Regions from separate parts of the Rattus norvegicus genome. Here region 1 is linked to region 2. Evidence: chromatin contacts called from public Hi-C data. All regions are on one chromosome and are shown on one strand. Each heading gives the region's core, a stretch centred on a gene start, on an enhancer-like site or on the middle of the called end of the contact. The rest is flanking DNA. Distances are from core to core; before and after follow the strand shown. Region 1 has its middle 8.1 kb from the start of Gpr15lg. Region 2 overlaps Ccser2 (coiled-coil serine-rich protein 2).

What was found. Hi-C and Micro-C count contacts between places; a contact is called where the count stands out from the background.
Region 1: a Hi-C map of the A7r5 cell line shows a contact between it and region 2, with 2.5 times the contacts expected there. The contact joins two enhancer-like sites. A contact is called at or near these places in 2 of 12 Hi-C or Micro-C datasets (the A7r5 cell line and Schwann cells) and 1 of 1 datasets of contacts at active chromatin or transcription factors (oligodendrocytes).

The regions. Positions count from the first base shown.
Region 1 is chr16:12,902,474-12,906,004 of GRCr8, forward strand. No RefSeq gene overlaps it. Among named protein-coding and RNA genes, the nearest start is that of Gpr15lg, 8.1 kb to the left of the region's middle. Within about 2 kb of position 1,803, at least 6 of the 93 cell types and tissues checked have an H3K27ac peak or open chromatin away from gene starts, as enhancers often do. A contact at or near this core is called in the A7r5 cell line, where this site is marked.
Region 2 is chr16:12,724,487-12,727,934 of GRCr8, forward strand. All of the region lies in intron 1 of Ccser2 (coiled-coil serine-rich protein 2), which reads right to left. Among named protein-coding and RNA genes, the nearest start is that of Ccser2, 20 kb to the right of the region's middle. Within about 2 kb of position 1,710, at least 11 of the 93 cell types and tissues checked have an H3K27ac peak or open chromatin away from gene starts, as enhancers often do. A contact at or near this core is called in the A7r5 cell line, where this site is marked.

The sequences.
Region 1 (3,531 bases), core at 553-3,052, 180 kb after region 2:
AGGGTCTAGGAACAAACTCAGGTCATCAGGCTTGGCACCAGTTACCTTTAACCACTAAGTCATCTTGATAGCCCTCACCTCACTTCAGCTTTAGGAAGCATCATTCTACTTAAATGATTCAGCTGATGAATTATACTTAGATTTCTAGACACCCACAGTGGCATTGACTGCCAGCACAAGTAGGGTCCTGAAGACTTTACAGTTTGCATAACCACCAGACAGAAATTGGTCAGGGTCTCACGGTGGAGCTGAATTCTCTAAGTAGGTCAACTCTCACACCTGCTGCCTGTAGAGATGAGGCCAGACTTTCTTTCTCTCAGGAAAGTATCAACACTTCTCAGAACATGTTAAAATTACTTTGGATAATCCTTTTTTTTCCTGGGTGATCTTGAGTCATTGTTACTTAAAGAGTGTCTAATAGATATAGTAATCTCTCTGAGCGTCATTTATGAGTCACTTGGGTGTGCTAACATCTGAAGAGTGACTGGAGCTGTGAAGACCCACAGTGTTTTCAAGACCTTTTAACATTCCTTACCTCTAGCAAGGGTCTCTGCCTTAAGCCCTGGGTGATACATGCCAAGTGCTTCCTTTTGAAACCAGTAGATCTCTCCTGGTTACTGGCACAGTTGTAAGCATTCAGAGCCATTCATTCCTTTTTTGCAGTGTGTACCAAGATTTCCTTCAAGGACTACCAAATTTCATAGTCTTGAAAACAGATCACATTAACCGGTTAAGCTCTTAACTTCCATTCATCATCCACTCTCAATCATTCTGCATTGCCAAGATCAACCTATTCAGTGTGTTTTCAGAATGTAACTGGCTGCCTTAAGGGAGAGGAGAGTAAAATACAGACAGACAGGGGACACTGGGGGGTGGAAAGGTTCAAAAAAGGAAGGGGTAGGGAAGGAGGAAATATGGTTGGCAAGAAGTCTCCTCAAAGTGAAGGTGGCATGGCAGACATATGTGGCTGTATGGAAACTCAGGATTTCCTAACCAAAGAAAAAAGCCCCAATAGAGGGAACAGTAGAATTCAGGTTACAGGAAAACAGGGAGGATAGAGTTCTTGGGACTAAGTGAACATAGGGTGATCACTTTAAGGAGAGCGTTGAGGGGGTTCTAGCCAAAAACTAAAAAAAAATGAAGAAGCCTTATGGAAACCAACAAGTTTGTAACTGAATATATATATGAAAGGAGTTTGAACGGAATGCGCAGAAAATGCTGCTCCCAGTAACAAGCACAGGATCCCTGAGTGGTTGGTCTGGTATGCCTGGGAGGCACCCTGAGTAAGCTGTTGACATTGCTTTTTGTTGCCCACCAAAACTAGATGGCAAAACCCCATTGCTCGGGGCATACAAAAACCCAACCTTGAAATGGCCAGAATACACTACATGTTGGCTAACTTACACAGTGCTATAAAGTGGTGTGCAGGCTGCTGCTTTTTGATGCTGGACCCTGAATGCAACAATACTGACTTGTGGGCAAGATGTGGCCATTGATGCAAAGATGGGCATGAAGGTTTTGAAGGTAACCAAGGGCTTTCTGATAGAATATGAGGCCCATGCCATGACAGGGATTTTATACCTGGTACTAAAAACCTAGGTAGATGCCTTTAACTTTGAAGATCATACACCACAGGGGATAAAATCTGCTGTTTTTCCTAAAATGTCAAGCTAACTTCCAAATGTGTAATACCCACAGACTACCGCTGCTTTCAACTTTGGTCAGATAGGCTTTTTACAGTGGGTACCGGGTAATGCGGATTCTGACCGCCAAAGCTGTCACTAAGTTGGTGCTCAGCTGTGCATGAATCATCTACAGCGACCTCCAACATCCAAGGCCCGGGGAACTTCACAGGCTGTGCACAGACATGTTGGAGAGAGTGAACTGTCTGACTTCTGAACATGACTAGTATAGACTTCAACTCACAGCATGTGATTACCTGCACCAAGACCCAGCCAGTCAAAATTTCAGTATAAATGAAAGGCTCTCTGAGGTCCCACCATCCTAGAAATTGTTGGTAGTTGATGACAGCTAAGGGAGAGTCCACTCTCCACCAGGGACATGGTTGTTGCTGTGTTACTCATGCCTCTGAGTGGCCACGTAACCACATACATATGCGCAGCATCAATTGAACTCTGGGTTATTAATAACTAAAAAAGAGACCAAGTGAGAGTACACAAAGGAGTGAGGAACTAGGGGGAAGAATGAATGACTAATTATGACAAATGTATAAAACTTTCCAAGACTAAACAAAAAAAAAGAATCCAAAAACTGAACGGGTAGACAGGGGATCCTGGGGTTGGGAAGGTTGAATGAACTGAATGTATATATCACTTTGATATTTGCGTGTCTCCAGAACATCCCAAAATGAATTAAAAAAAAAAAAAAACAAAATCCTTCTATGTAATCATTAAGGGCGTGTGAGAAGACTGCAAATGATAAATTTCCAGTTTTGCCTAAAAACCTATCATTTTGCCTGTCAACTCCATTTTGTGAGGGAAATAAAGTCACCCACTCACCCATTATATATAGTCAAGATCCAAGGTATCAGGTTTTCCACTTGCATAACTACTACCCAACCACACACATTTTATTTGACTCATTTTACAGTCTTTATTGCTCCAGCAATGACACTAAACACTGTAAAACGCTGCCATTAAAATAAAACAAGAGCCAAGGCAGGCAGAATGGCCCAGTGGGTAAAAGGTGCTTTCCTCCTCAACGACCTGAGCTAAAACCTTGAGAGCCAAGATGGTGGAGGGAGCCACCCTCATATGCCTGCAGGACACCATGGCATGTGTGTACCCACACATGTAAAGGAACCCTTCATCTTATTCATTTCTACCTGACACTACTGTTGAAATCCTACTTTTTTCTTTTCATAACTATATGAAATCAAAGATTAAACTTTGGGTTTTAACCTGCTACTGAAAACAACAGGTCCTTTAAGATTTCAACTTAACATGACAGTGATACTTTATGGAGACTAGAACAAAGACAGAAATTAGGCATTTGGATTTTACTGCAGGGGGTAAAAACCAACTGCAACAGCTAAAATTCACACAATGCCCAATCATAGCTGCACTAACCCCACAGGGGGATGTTGTCTCCATCTTAAAGTTGAGGGAACTGGGCATGGGAGGTTAGGTCATTTGTCTAGGGTCATATAAGAAATCAGTCACGATCCAAATGAACGCAGGCCATCTAGCCACAGCTCTCCTGTCTTACCAGACTGCAGTAATGTACTGCATGGTAAAAGCCCAAGTTGTTTTTCTATTCAAGACTCTGGTGAGATGGACTGAACATATCATGTAGAAAAAAAGTATAGCGTTAACCATTTGGCTAGAAATTTTATTTCAGAAATAAGCATTCAGTGTACTTTAAAGTGATTAAAAGTTATTTATGGATTACTGTAATAAATACTTCTCAAAAATAGTTACTCTGTAAATACACATACAAACTTCAGTGAAGAACTCCTTGCCACAAACAAGTGATCTGTATCAAAATCTGATGTCACAGGGAAGCTGAACG
Region 2 (3,448 bases), core at 460-2,959:
ATTCTGCACCATAGTTTTAAATGGTTTGTTGGTTTGTTTGTTTGTTTTTAATTTCTATTATTCAGTTATTTCTCCTTACATTCTCCTCTTTGTCCAGGTTTCCTGGCTGTTGTGTGTGACATATGCTGACTCAAAGTCTTGATTATGGTGATTGAGTAAAATAAGGAAACCGCAAAGATTTAAAACTGTATATTTCACTTCAGGGTCTTCGTGGTTTTAAAAAGACCACAAAAAGCTCAATACGAAGCCCCATTGTTATATCAGCTTGACTTTTTCTGTCCTACTACCACTTAATTTTTGTCAAATGGAACCAAGCTTATAAAAGTTAGGCTGAGGGAATTTGTGCTCCAGGAGCACTCATCATCTTAATCAATTTCCACTCAAAGTGCACACTTGCTCAACTTGGAATTGAGAAGACAGCAAGAATTCTAACATTGAAAGGGGAATCAGAAACTCTTCTGCCCAAACACTATTTCCTTCCAAATGTTACCAATGTTTAGGTATCCAAACCGAGCATGCAAATGTCATTAACATGCTAAAGGCCAGGAAAAGAACCTGGTGCCACTGATGGAATAAAGGCCAAGCCTATTAATCAATACCTCGGTAGCTACTGAATAAGGTGGGATGCAGACATAACAAATAAATGCACTTTTACATAGTGCTGCTTCAAATCACAACGTTCAACTGTTTAATACTGCGGTCTGTATCGGGCCTGCTAGGAGAAAGGTCCTCAGATTAAATTAAATGAGTGGTTAGGTAAAGGCCACAGAAAATGAGTAAGAGACCAGCAATGTGAGTGACTAACATGAATGGAGTGTTGCTGGTATGGGAATCCACTAGCAGCACACACACTGTAGATCTGACTTAGTGTGCATTACTCCACCATATTTGTTCTACATATTACACATGATAAACACGTGAAACAGACACAGTACGTAAGGATGATGTGATGGTAAATCTTGACTGTCAATTTGATAAAATGTGTGATCACTGAAAAGACGCCCTTCTGGCACATTTGTGAAGATGTTTCCAGGGAAGATGAGCTGAGGAGGTGTAGTGGTTTGAATAAGTTTAGCCTCCATAGATTCATGTGTTTCCATGCCTGGCCATAGGGAGTGGCACTATCAGGAGCTGTGGCCTCATTGGAGCAGGTGTGGCCTTGTGGGAGGCACTGTATGAGTGGGTTCTGAGGTCTCCCATGCTCAAGCTGTGCCCAGTGTGGAAATCTGCCCACTGAGGCCGGCCGCCTGCAGAAGACCGTCTCCTCCCGGCTGCCTTCAGATCAAGAAGTAGAACTCTCAGCTCTTCCAGCACCATGTCTGCCTGACACTGCCTTCCTTCCTGCCAGGATGATAATGGACTAACCCTCTAAAACTGCAAGTTAGCCACAATTAAATGTTTTCCTTTATAAGAGTTGCCTTGGACATGGTGTCTCTTCACAGCAATGAAATTCTAACTAAGGAAGGAGGCAAGACTCAGCGTCAGAGTGAGCAGCCCCTTCTAGTAGGTAGCCCCGACAGAAAGAGATCCGAGGGAAGGCCAGTGCTCCTGCCTATCTCCACTTCTCCCTGAGCAAGTGTGTATGTTCATTCTGCTATTGGCTTCTGCAGCCTTCCAAACGAGACCTAGTAATGAGACTCCCAAAGAGCTTACAGGCCTTCTGCACGGGACTGAACCTGCTAAACCATTCAGATTCGTGGACCTAGCAGTTACAGACTTCTAAAAGCCTCTCCAGCATAAAGGTAGTCATTGTTGGACTATGCAAGCCCTATCATGGGCTAATAAATCTTTTTATAATACACAATAAATCTTTTATAATATATACACATTCTATTCATTCCATTTCCCTAGAGAGGCTTGCCAAATTCAGAGAGACATGCATAGAAGTTTTGTTTTCAATGAAAAATTAATTTTAGTAGTTTTGACAGGCTCCAACACAGTAAAAGAACACAGTAAAGTAAAACCAATTCTGACATCCTGTTGTGAATGAAAAGAAATACAGAGTCGCCTATGAAACACCCTTGCCTATGAAACAATCTGAAGCTACTCAAGTCTCTTGACTGTTATACCTGAGAGTTTACAAGAAAGGTTAGGAACAGGAAAATTCTAAGTAACACTGGACATAACCAGTTAAATCTTGAATGTGAAAATTGTCTACATGAAAAAGGACTCAGATTTTCAACAGACAAAGAGAGACTTATAAACTCAGAAGAAACACATTATCCAAATGAAATGTGTAGAACTTAAAAAGGATCCCTAAACAAATTCCCAGTAACAGAATTTTTTAGACCACTCAGGAAAACTAAACAAAGACTAAAAAGTTTACACACTAAGAAGTAGGGAAAGGAAAGATTAATTGGCCTTCAACTTGTAGTCTGTCAGCTTCTCGATCAGATACACTTTTTAATTTAGACAAAGCAAAGTTACTTCCTAAGGCCAGAAAAACATCAGTAGTGTAGATGAGTCTCTCCATCACTTCATGCAAGTGAACACATTAGGGAAGACAATGTGCTTCAATAGTCTCTGTGCGCGCGCCTACCGAAGCACATGCAAGCCACTCCGTGTATGGTAGCATATAATCAGAAGACAAGCATGTAACTACCTCAACTAGTGCTCAACCAGATTACACTGAACATCTTCTGAATTTCCAAGCACAGTATTGACAGTACATGATTTTTGACCTAATACTATAGAAACTGGGGGGGGGGGGGGTGGTGGTTAAGATGTCTTATTTTGTAGTTAAATATATCTTCCAAATCCCTGGGAGCAAAAGAAGCAACAAATGTTCTCTATGAATTCTATACATTTCAATTCTACCACCAACGGGGAATAAAACACGGGCTGAAAGTAAAAACATACTTAGAAATGTACAATAAAGAACATTCTCTTTTCTAGAACAATTAATGCATGTTTTCCAAAATACCAGTACAATGTTCCTCATACCACTATACATTTATTTTGCTATTTATTGGGTATCCTTGATATGTCATTACTATATATAGTATGCACATGAGTCACATACAGAGAAACTGGTCCAGCAAAGACCAAACATTAAATCACACGCAAGCGCGCATGAGCGCACGCACATACACACACACACAAATATAAAGAATGTTATTTTTTTTTTAAAAAAAGGAAATATAAGGACATACACTGAAAACTAAATCCAATGGATGGACTAAAATGTTAAGAGGAATTTTGATATCCAAAAAGTGACTGTGACATAAGCCATGACATGGTGACCTCACTTTGCTCTGGACTAACATAATTCACCTTCTCCTTTGAAGGAAGGGCCCCCTTAATTTGTTGCAATTCACTCACTCAGAGAGGTACAACTGGCTTATGTGAAAGTTTTGAAATACAGACTGAAGGAGAAATCCTACACAAAGGAAAAGATACTAAACTAAAAACAAGTCAGTGGACCATTAGAAAGACGTCTGGCAAGTTA